Regions from separate parts of the Mus musculus genome. Here all the other regions are linked to region 1. A link is a contact called in public Hi-C data. All regions are on one chromosome and are shown on one strand. The core of a region is the stretch at or near the end of the contact, and the rest is flanking DNA. Distances in the headings are between cores, read along the strand shown.

The links. Hi-C and Micro-C count contacts between places; a contact is called where the count stands out from the background.
Region 2: a contact with region 1 is called in a Hi-C map of cerebellar granule neurons, with 2.1 times the contacts expected there. The contact joins two enhancer-like sites. A contact is called at or near these places in 1 of 15 datasets of contacts at CTCF or cohesin (the NIH/3T3 cell line), 3 of 484 Hi-C or Micro-C datasets (cerebellar granule neurons and cerebellum), 5 of 115 datasets of contacts at active chromatin or transcription factors (astrocytes, differentiating embryonic stem cells, embryonic midbrain and 2 more) and 1 of 9 other capture datasets (embryonic trunk).
Region 3: a contact with region 1 is called in a Hi-C map of cerebellar granule neurons, with 1.7 times the contacts expected there. The contact joins two enhancer-like sites. A contact is called at or near these places in 3 of 484 Hi-C or Micro-C datasets (cerebellar granule neurons and cerebellum).

What each region holds. Positions count from the first base shown.
Region 1 is chr10:37,993,755-37,997,631 of GRCm38.p6, reverse strand. No RefSeq gene overlaps it. Among named protein-coding and RNA genes, the nearest start is that of Gm46220, 64 kb to the left of the region's middle. Within about 2 kb of position 1,766, at least 1 of the 459 cell types and tissues checked has an H3K27ac peak or open chromatin away from gene starts, as enhancers often do. A contact at or near this core is called in cerebellar granule neurons, where this site is marked.
Region 2 is chr10:38,551,401-38,555,329 of GRCm38.p6, reverse strand. No RefSeq gene overlaps it. Among named protein-coding and RNA genes, the nearest start is that of Gm22911, 62 kb to the left of the region's middle. Within about 2 kb of position 1,364, at least 127 of the 459 cell types and tissues checked have an H3K27ac peak or open chromatin away from gene starts, as enhancers often do. A contact at or near this core is called in cerebellar granule neurons, where this site is marked.
Region 3 is chr10:37,395,787-37,399,225 of GRCm38.p6, reverse strand. No RefSeq gene overlaps it. Among named protein-coding and RNA genes, the nearest start is that of Gm31202, 33 kb to the right of the region's middle. Within about 2 kb of position 1,790, at least 136 of the 459 cell types and tissues checked have an H3K27ac peak or open chromatin away from gene starts, as enhancers often do. A contact at or near this core is called in cerebellar granule neurons, where this site is marked.

The DNA of each region.
Region 1 (3,877 bases), core at 517-3,016:
TGAGAGGAACAGCAAAGTGTATTCCTTAGAAAACTTCTCATAATATAGAAAACTTCTCATAATATAGACAACTTCTCATAATATAGAAAACTTCTCATAATATAGACAACTTCTCATAATATAGACAACTTCTCATAACAAAAATCTGTGTTGTTGAAAAACTTATAGTGCTCTATCACAGCAGCTGAAGTTTGTACCCATAAGAACTGTGTTGAAAATGGACGTCCTCTGAATTATTTAATTTTTTCATAATTATTCTGGCAATAATGCCATGATGTCAAGTATTTAAATAAAATAAAATTTAAAGTAAATTATCTTCATCTGTAATGCTTATGAATTAATGGTGGTTGCTACTTTTGTGGCACTTGAAGAGTGTCCAACCCATTAAAATGAATATGGATATAACTTAGGCATAGCTATAATATTAGTAATAATAATAGTAATAATTTAAAAACAGGCTGAGTATCACACTTTAAAACATCTAAACAGCATAGTCTTGAACTTGAACATTTGATTAAGAGAAAAAAATTTCACTGAAATTATTCTGTATGAAAATAATATATAAAAATAGATTGTACTGTTACAGTAAGATTATTTCAGAGAGAATATTGTTTATTGCTAGTAGGGCATAGCATTGCTTTTGTGAAATAATTATTGAGATAACAATAGTAGAACTGGAGACAGAAGAACAGGAGCTCAGGAGCTAAGGCCTGTCACTAAATATAAAGAGTGAAAAAGAAGACATTTAGAAACAAACAAACAAAAATAGCTTCAGATTTTGCTGACTTCAGAAATCTGGAAATCTGTGTTATCATGAGATGACGGCAGTGTTTCAGTGCTTTGAACCAGCTAAAAACAGTTTGAAGATTATCTAAAGACGTTGCACAGATCATCATTCTTGCTTATTCATCAATGCTGCTGACTTACAGGCAAACATTAAAAAGAAAAACTGGCTGACAACATCTGGCCACCCCTTCACATAACACTTCTCCTACTTCACATAACACTTTCTGAGCAATGTGGGTATATGTCTCTTTCACACAGTTATGAAGATATTTCTGAATATGTATGAAGAATACATATTTTAATATCTTGAATCGTAAAAGACATTCTTTTTCATTGTTGATTGACTCTTTGATATTTTAAGCATTTAGACATGTACCCATTTAATTTTATCATGGAGAAATAATCCTTCCTAGTAAAATAAAAAAGTGAAAGTGAAGCTCTTCACCTTCCCAAATTACAGCTTTGAAGAATAAAAAGTATGTGTAGATATTCCTAGTTTTTATCTAGCCTGTCATCAGCAATCATGTGTTTGTAATATTCTGAGCTTCATAAATGCCATTGTGCCTCTTGCATTTGTCTCATATAGAGCATGCTTGCCAACTTTGGTCTGCAGAGGGAAGCCTTGAAAATATCAATCCAGGTGGGCACTGCTAAAACACAGAGAATTTCTAATGGTATTTTAAAAATAGAGCAAGGAGGATTTGAAACAAGCATAGTTGGAAATGACATTTAAAATAAAAGATACTTTTGTGACCCTAAGACCACAAGATATTATTTTCTAAATCAAGCATTAAATCATTGTCCACTGTCACATTTCCTAGTCTGTGTGATGGTACTTTCATAAGTAGAATATACTCAGATATGCTCAGTGTTGGCATAAATGTATCTGCCATGTGACATGGCAGAAAGGTAAGACTCTTTTGCCAACAAAATAATGAAAAGATATGAGAACATGTCTAGGGACATATGGTGCAGCAGATTGAAGGAGGAGAGGCCCAAGGTCCAATTCTGACTCAGCCTTCCACTCACCAGATCAACATAGGTCCAGTAAGAGTAACATAGTAGGCTTCAGATACTTAGTCATTTGAATACTATCAATTCCATTCAATACATTTATTTTTATTTCATGAAAGTCAATAAGGAAAAACAAGCCAAGCTATATAAATATCTCTACAAGCATAAGCCTTGTTATATTCCATAATACATCACTTTTCAATAGAAAAGTATAAAATGTATCAGAGTCTTCATTTCCTTCAAACTGTTCCAGTCTTTTTGCTGATATAAGCAAAGTTAAAGAGGATTATAATGGGCTAGGCATCATGATATGTGACTTCTCTAACATCTTGGAAGGCTGAGTAGAGGATGGGAGGGAGTCATTTTAATCTAAGAGTTTGAGACTAGATCTGATGTGAGGGGCTACAAAGTAAGATCTTGTTTCAACAAAATAAGCTATAATAGCAACAGGAGTAGACACAGGACATTAAGGATGTAGGGGAAGGTTGTTTTTGTCTGTCTGTTTGTTTTTGTTTGTTTTCAAGCATGTCAATAGGTTACATGTCATTTTGGTTGTAACAAGAAATGAAAGTATTAGTTTATTTCTACTGATGCTGGGATAAAACACTGACCAAAACCAATTTGAGCAAGGAAAGAGCTTCTTTGGTTTGGAGGCTACAATCCACCATGGAGGAGAGCCAAGATGGCAATTCAAGGCACAAACACAGAGGCAGGAGCTTACATAGAAACCATGGAGCATGACTTACTGGAATGCTCCCCATGTTTTTGTACAGCCCAGGGACAAAGTCACAGAGTATGTTTGGCTCTGCCACATCAATCATCAATGAAGGTAATACTCCATGAACAAGTCCATGGGCTAAGCTATTTGAAGAAATTCCTTATTTCAGACAACCTCTTCACCGGTATGTCTAGGTTTTTCTCCCAGAGTTGTATTACTTTCACAGATTTAGCAAAGAAAATACCACTTCTTTTTGTGCCAATGAAACAGAAAGAGGGACAAACTTGAGATTGTCTATTCTGCTTTAAAAGATCTGCTCTTTGGAGAAACTATTTAAAGGGAGCTCAAACTACATTGGATTTTCTCAGAGCATAATGGATCCTGTGAAAGGAAAGTATTCAACTGTGGCTCCATTTGTCTTCTATGAAGAGATAGGAAACTGTATGTACATGTGAGAGAAAGCATACTAGTAAAACCCACAGTAGCTATTCTGTGCAAAGGAAATATTGCAGTGAGCTTGTAAATTTCAGGTTCCAAGGACTGAGAGACTCACTAAAACTATAACCCAGCTACAGGAGTACGAAAACTTCCTTTCACCCAATTAATGTTGTCCACCTATCAATGAGAAGTAGAAAAAAAAGATTAATGAAATAGAGTGAGCCTGAAAGTCTGCTTTGAATATGGCAATGGTAGAATTGTGTCTGCACATATAAGACTATGACTAATAAGTTGAGCTCTAGTGGATAAACTTTATGGCATGCAAGTAGAAATGGGAAAATATAGGGACATTCTAAGAACTACAAAGAAGAAACACTAGAGATCACCCTAACAAAAACAAATGTTTCTGAGGAATTCCTAACCAAACTGGAACACATTACAGTAGAAAACTCAAAGGCTAACTTTTAAAGGAAAACAATAACATAATAAATAAGAACTGCAGGTGATTTAAAAAGACATGACCTTTGCAAAAGGAGTTTCAAAGGAAAAAAATCAGGAATAAAACAGAGCATCTCTCCTGACTGACAATGCTTGAGAAATTCTTCTAAACTAATGTCAGATGCATATCAACAGATCAAGGACACTCAGAGAGTGCTAAGCAGGAAGGATGCAAAATTGTCACCCGAGCTTACTATAGTACAACTACAATACACTAGAAAATATTGGGGAAGTTCTGATAGAGACCAAAGGACATAAAAATAACTTTGAATTACCAAGGAATATTCACTTTCTATTTTGCAAAAAGTGCAAAACACTACAAGTGTAAAAAGTGATGTCTAAAAGAATAAAAGGAAGAAAACACCGAGCTATAATTCTCAATCCTTCCAAAGTGAGGGAGCAATAAAGACACTTTGTGATAAA
Region 2 (3,929 bases), core at 115-2,614, 560 kb before region 1:
TGCCTGTTCCATTTATGCTCAGCACCAGTGTTGCCATGGAAACTCTCCTCCTTTTCTCTACCCTCCCCAGTTACCAAGCACAGCTCTGGACTCAGTGCCAAGACCTCCTCTGTACAGACTCAATATTCTTTCAATGTTTAGACAAATCTGTTCGAAAACCTTGTTTACATTTTTTCCCACAACACCATAGCTTCGAGTCGGGGCCATCCATTTCCCATGGATCTGCTTATATTCTGGACATGGTTTCTTTTCTTTTTTCTCCACCATAGCTCTAAAATAAAATTGTATCATTTGGTCTAATTCTTAATAGGACATAAAAGGCAACTCAGGGTCAGAGTCCACCCTTACAGTCAATTTTATCCAGTCCAGAGTAGAATTTAATACTTTTTGTATACTATTTTTTTTTTACTTAAAAAATTTTGTTTAATAAATGCAGCATTAACACATGTTTAAAAACAAGAAACTTTCCTTTAATTAGCTTTAGTTGCATGTTTGTTACAGTCATCTGTGTATCTTACGTTATGCCAGACATTAATTAGTATTCAGATATACAAATAATATGTTGGCTTCACATTGCTTAATCTTACAGGTATGTTTTAGGCTGCACATTTTCTGTAGAATTTAAAAGTCTTGCTTATGGTTTAATTCTTGATTCCTATATTTAATGACGCAATTCACTGATGAAACTAAACCAAAATTAATGTTGTTGTGATGATATTTTATCCTTCTCCCCATTTAAAAATTGCCAGTTATGCCTGCAGAATTCCTAAATGTTAAACGTAGGTTTAGCTTAAAAAAAAAATACTTACTTTGCCTTTTTATTTTAAGAAACTTGAACAGGTCAGTTCAACTCAGTGAACTATGCTGACATTTACATATTTTCACAGTAAACATGTATTTTTAAATCATTACTAGGAAAAAAATACCTCTGATCAACAGAAGAGGGAGCAATATTCCCTCCTTTTTTACACAAAATACTGTGGGGTTGTTTTCTCACCTTTCCCTCCTAAACATAAGCCTCCTCTATCGTAATCTCTGCTGCTGCTTTTCTCTTTCCCTTTTCTAATTTTTTTGAGGGGAAGTGGAGGAGGGGTGCGCAGTGGTGGCAGGAGTAGGACCACCCAGTTCGATCAAGGAATCAAAGGTTAAATTCTTTCTGGTTTGTTACTATCTCTCAGGATATAGTTAAACGTTAGAAATCTTTGTCGTCTGTATATTTTTACTCGCAACAATACTTACGGGAATGAAATGCGCTGCACCTCCTTACAGAGAAGCCACAACATTGCGCAGGCAGTGGAGTGAATGTGAACGTTTTCCAGCTTGCCTGAGCCAGAGACTCTCTCATTGTTCTCTCTCTGAGCAGAGTAGGAACCGCGCACATCTGAATAACAGAGTCTTTTCTGCCTGGCGCAATCCTGGATTGTTACAGTCTAGAGGCCAGCCATGCTGTCACCGGCACAAATTGATTTAACCATCAATTGCTGTGGTCATTAAAGCTGCTAAAAGTCCCCGCCAAACTGATGAATTGCAACTGAATGTGAAATGAGTGTCTAAGTCTTTTTCCCACCACCTCATATCAAAGGCTATTGTATCCTTGCAAAGTAAAGGGTCGGGGGTTCAGGCTGCTGTTCAACAATGGGCTCTGTCAAAGGACAGAGCTCCATTCACACAAGCACTCCCAATTACAGTTTGCTTTCCATACCTTATTGTATGAAATTTGCATCCAACTAATACATTGAATTATTGGCATACTTTGGGTGTCAAAGGAGTCAATGAATGATTTGTCCTTGAAATACATGGAATCCAAAGCAGCTGCTGGTTCTTGTCTTGACAATGGAATGATTCCCTGGTTTTCCAATGCCTGCAAATGGACTAATTTTCTCCCAGCTCACAGTTAGCACTTGTGGAAGCAGTACACAATTTTTTTCCACATTCACAACTGTGAACTCATTTCTAGAGTTTTGAGAGGAGATACAGAAAAGGAATGGTATTGTCTAGCCTAACAATTATATTATAAACTTTAAAAAAATCAGTATAACCTCCATGAGGCCAATCATTTACTACTACTACTACTACTACTACTACTACTACTACTACTACTACTACTACTACTACGACTACTACTACTACTACTACTATTTGTTTGCTTAAAGTAAAAGGATACATTGTAAAATTAAAACCAACCTTACACATATGTTTAAATACCCAGAAGAACTTTTGTTAATTCTTTTAGGAAGATCATAAATAGGAATTTTTCAGATTTTATGATTAAGCTCCTCAAAGTGTTATGAACTGAGCACACGGCACATGTACACATGTACATATTTGTATGTTGGTATAATGTTTACCCAATTTAGCTGATAACTGAGTTTGCAGACATGAGGGATCACTAAACTGCAATCCTCCAGCTTCTGACACTCAAAGGCAGCAAGGAATTCAGAAAACATTGGGTTTGCTCTCCTTGGTGTTAAGTTTGGTTTTTCCTAGCAGATACTCATCGACCGAACATTTCCCTTCATCTTGAGTCTTGACTTTAATGTGTTACATTATTTGGTTTACCTATGTGCTTGTGTATGCAACTTTAGCAAACTCATCATGGCGGTGTTTTCATGGTGCTCTTAGGGGCAGCTCTGTAAGAGAAACAAGCTTTGGGACATCAGAGAAAGAGAGCATCACTTGTAGTCCCAGCAACACATGGTGTTTATTTTCCTTCCATGGTTCATCCTGCCAGGAAGTATTATCAACTGAGCAAAGACCAGATGTGGAAAACAAAATAAGTATGATTTGATGTTGGAGCAGGGGTGAGTTGGGACAGGATGGGAGAAAGAAAGCAAAGCCAGTGGCCACCATAGTGCTACAGAGAAAACGGGACAAAGAGGGGACCTTCACCACAAAGGTCAGAGGTTCAGGCCACACACCTCTTATAATGAATTGGCAGACAGACCCAGGTTTGTGTTTCCCTAGATTCTATTTACCATAGACTGTTAGTCGCCAGTAACTGTGTAGAAATCCATCAGCAAGAACTGTTACATTGGCCTCCAATTCCAAATGACCCTTAAAGAAGGTCATTTGATTCTTATCTCTAAGGATCTTTTGCTCCTCCTCCACTCAAAACAGGGCCATGGGGAGAAACAGCTCCCTTAATATAAAAGAGAACCTTGCATTGAAATGAAAAGCCCTTCTTCAGTTGTTTAGTAAATGATATTAAGTTGCTAAAGAATGTATAAAGGCATATCCTGGGTCATATTCTTATTGTAAGTTTCCTATAAGTGAATGAAACAGTAGGGTATGTTAACTTTTTAAGCCCTATAATCAGATTAAAATTTTAGCTTAAATTTTTAACTATTTGTATCAAGTCATTACAATTATTACTTATTTAATTAGTAATTTATTGGATATGTACTTTAGACAGTTTGATGAGTGTTTTAGCATTATTTCTTCAAACTCAAGAGAACAGTAAACCTGCCTGCTTTAATTTTTTAAAATTCAAATACATATAATTTGTGCTTTGGGAAAAGTGCATATAGCCAATTAATATAATCTTTCAGTACTATTACAATGAGATGTACAAGACATATATTTACATCCATTTTATAGTTGATGGAAACTGAGTATTAGAGTCTGTTAATGGGTGCTGGAAAGATAGAGGAGGGGTTGAGAGTGCTAACTATTCAGACATGAGACAATAGTTCAGATTCTTTTTTTCTATTAGATATTTTCTTTATTTACATTTCAAATGTTATCTCCTTTCCTAGTTTCTCCTCAGAAAATCCCCTATCTCCCTTCCCGTGCTCTCCAACCCACCCACTCCCATTCCTGGTCCTGATATTCCCCTATACTGGGGCCTGGAGCCTTCACATGACCAAGGGCCTCTCCTCCCATTGATGACCGACTATGCCATCCTCTGCTACATATATAGCTAGAGTCAC
Region 3 (3,439 bases), core at 541-3,040, 600 kb after region 1:
CAGAGATCTGCCTGCCTCCAAAATACTAGGATTTGAAGATGTGCCACTAAGTCTGGCCCAGCTCAAAAGTATCAATTTGTGGGCTATGGTGGCATATTCCTTTAATCTTCGCTTTCTAGACTCCAAGACAGGCAGATCTCTATGAGTCTGAGGTCAGCCTGGTTAACATACAAGTTCCAGGATAGCTAAGACTTCATAGACCCCCCCAAAAAAAAGTTTTTAAAGAAGTATAAATTTCAAACTTGAGCCACCACAGAGCAAAGAGTTCACATTCTCTGAAATAATGCAGTGTACCTATAAACACGTGTGCCTTAGCATTTGCACACTGTGTAGACATAGCTTTCAGCGAGTTAGAAAGCTGCCTTGATTGAATACTTAAAAATTCTGGACTCATGTCTGCCATCTTTATGGGACCCAAAAGCTCACCTGTTAGTATCCTAAACTCAGAGAATTTATTGTTTCAGAGATTGGGGCACACATACATTCAGGTTAGCTGGATGAGGACCAGAAGTGGCAGCTACTGAGAACTTGCTGGTCTCACCATGATGGTTTACCTCTTAGATTCCAGATGCCACTTGCAAGTACTTCTGTGGGCTTAGTGTTAGGTTTGTCAGTATTAACCTGTGTTCATTGTCACTACTCAGGCTGAAAAACAGGCTCCTCCTTCGTAGTGGAATTGGGTTAGCCGCTGGGGTAATAAAAGAAATATTATGGTTTCCACCCTGAAAATCCCAGCACAGAAAACAGAGATTTACTCTCATTTATTTCATTAGCCCATAATTAACACATATCCGATCATGTCTTTTTATTCTCCCATGTGGAACTTTATTGTATTTTGCTTGCTTGTTTGTTTTGTTGTTATTTTGGTTTTTGTATTTTTTTTTTTATTTGTTTTTGGTGCTGGAGATTCTGGAAGATTCGAGAGCTTATAAAGCTTTGGGATTATCTATTAACTACAACCCATGGGCTGATAATATTAATTCTTTTTTATGTTAATTCTTTTTAGCTATAGAATACATTCCCCAACACAATAATATTTTGTTAAAGCTGCCTTTTTTATCCCAGTAAATCTTAAATATCCACTGAACATATTTTGGAGAAATTTTTATTTTTTTAGTAAAAAGGAGACCACATGGTTTCAATTGGTATTTCGAATAAAAAAACTTATTTTTTAAAATGCACTGAAAATACATTTTGCTTTTTAAACGCACAAACATCTCAGCAGCTGTTATGTGTTTAATTAAATGAGTTGCACATGTGTTTATAATGCACAGCACTGTGGTCTGAGAAAAGCGTCCCTGGGGTGTATGGTCAGCCTTTTGCCTCACTGAACTTTCCTCCGGAGGTCATGGGAAAGGGGTACAGGTTTGGGTTTCCTCTTTTCCAGTCCACATGTCCCCCACCAACTACTGGTGGGTAAACAAACCCATGTTCCAAAGGCGACACCGTGGCTGACCTGAATCATTCTGAAGTGCCAGACCTGTGGGCATAACCTCCGCCCAGCCAGCCCAGCGTGCAGGTCCAGTCTCTCTTCCCCAGAGCAGCAGAAGCCTCACTGGGGATTTGCTTCTTGCTCTCTGCTTTCCCCGGGAGTCCAGATCCCAGATCCCAACACCCACTAGGGCGCATACAGGCGGAGACACCGGTTCTTCCTCAGTGAGCTGAAGTTCTCCAGATGGCAGCAAGCGCCCCGCCCCCACCCCCATGCAAATTCCTGGCAGCAAGAAGCTGTCAAGTGGCTACTGCTGCTTATTGTTATGACCACTCCCCACCCCCTTCACACACACAGGCAGAAGAAAGACCATCTGTCGCCATGGGGCAGAGAGGGACTTTGCAAGTGGCACTCTGTGCAGTTTAGCAGACCCGCGACAGCCTTGGGCTCAGCCATGTCCTTCCTAAGCCATGTCTAACCCGCCCCGCCCTGGCTGGATCCCCAACCCAGCTCCACGAAAGGAGGTGCAGTTTGCTAGATTTCTTTTATGATATTTATTCCACACAGATAGAAAAGCCGGTTGTCTTCCTGTTTTAGTTCTGGGAAAGGAACTGACTTAACACAACATCTCATAATCACTAGTGAGAAATGGGAGCGGAGAGCTAGATAAAAAGTGGACCTGGAAGAGAAAAGTATAACCCGAAGTTCAAAGGACACCGAGGTTATAAGTGTGATTTCCATTCGCTTCTCCAGCTCGACCAAAAGCTACGCGTTAAACTTTGATTTTTATAAAGAGAGAACGAACCATGTCAAAAGATTCTAGGCATTAGAAAGTCCCCAAATATCTTGTCCATATTGGAAATTTGACCCTATTGTTGCGGTCTTTTTTCTTGTTGTCTGATGTTTCTGGTCATATATATTAAAGCACTGCTGTGCTGTAGTTTCTACATTCTTGGTGTTTTCTTAGTAAGGAAAGGAGTTGTCCACTGACATCACTTCAAATCACCCTGTTTCCCTTTATCTGCGTAAGTCTCTTTTATTTAAACAAATAAATAAAACTACGTCTCCATAGACACAACTAAGCTTACAATGCATGTAATTTCTTTCTTTCAAACCTACCACCTATGAATTCTCTTAAGTGTATATCTTTTTTAAAAAATTCCTAGTATTCAATTGTGCTCTGTGTGTAGCTTTTGATTTGCATGTGATAGTAAACTATAAATTGTATTCTCTCATTTTTTTCACTAACATGACACTTTGATCTCACACCAGATACTACCTTCCTCTGAAGAGCCTTTTTTCCTCTGTGTCTTTCATTATGGTTCTAAGAGAGTGTATGACTTCTTGATAAGCACACTCTGCTCTGTCCCTTCTCAGGGGCCCTGACTGTGACAGTACACCCACTACCCCCTGCTCAGGTATGAAATCCACCAGGATACTGGGCACAGCATTGATGTGCTGCCTTCTATTTTCCAGTTTAACCCTTTTCCTCTCTAAAACACCTGCAGAGTGCTGCCATCAGTAACGAAGGTAACATTTAGACAGTCCATTGTTTTGGAGATTTGGATTGGTTGTTTGGTTGGTGGTGGTGGTCGCAGGTTTTTGTTTGTTTGTTTGTTTTGTTTTGTTTTTGACATAGGGTTTCTCTGTGCAACAGTCCTGGCTATTCTGGAACTTGAGTTGTAGTCCAGGCTGGCCTTGAACTCACAAAGATCCACCTGTCTTTGCCTCTCAGAGTGCTGAGATTAAAGGTGTGGTCTACCAATGCCTAGCAACTTTCTTTTTCTCATTCCTCAATTCAGAATCCAAGCATGGTAGAAGATATATTTGATTTTTATTGAGGGCCTCCTGGAAGACTATGGCTTGAATGAACCTAGGTCTCATGGTTTACATCCCTCTATTGATGAACACATATTGTTCTCTCTAATCCTGGCATAAAAAGCAGAACTGCAGTATAAACTGTAATTGGTCTTTACTACTTTGTGGGTTCTTCTTTTTCCTGCCCTT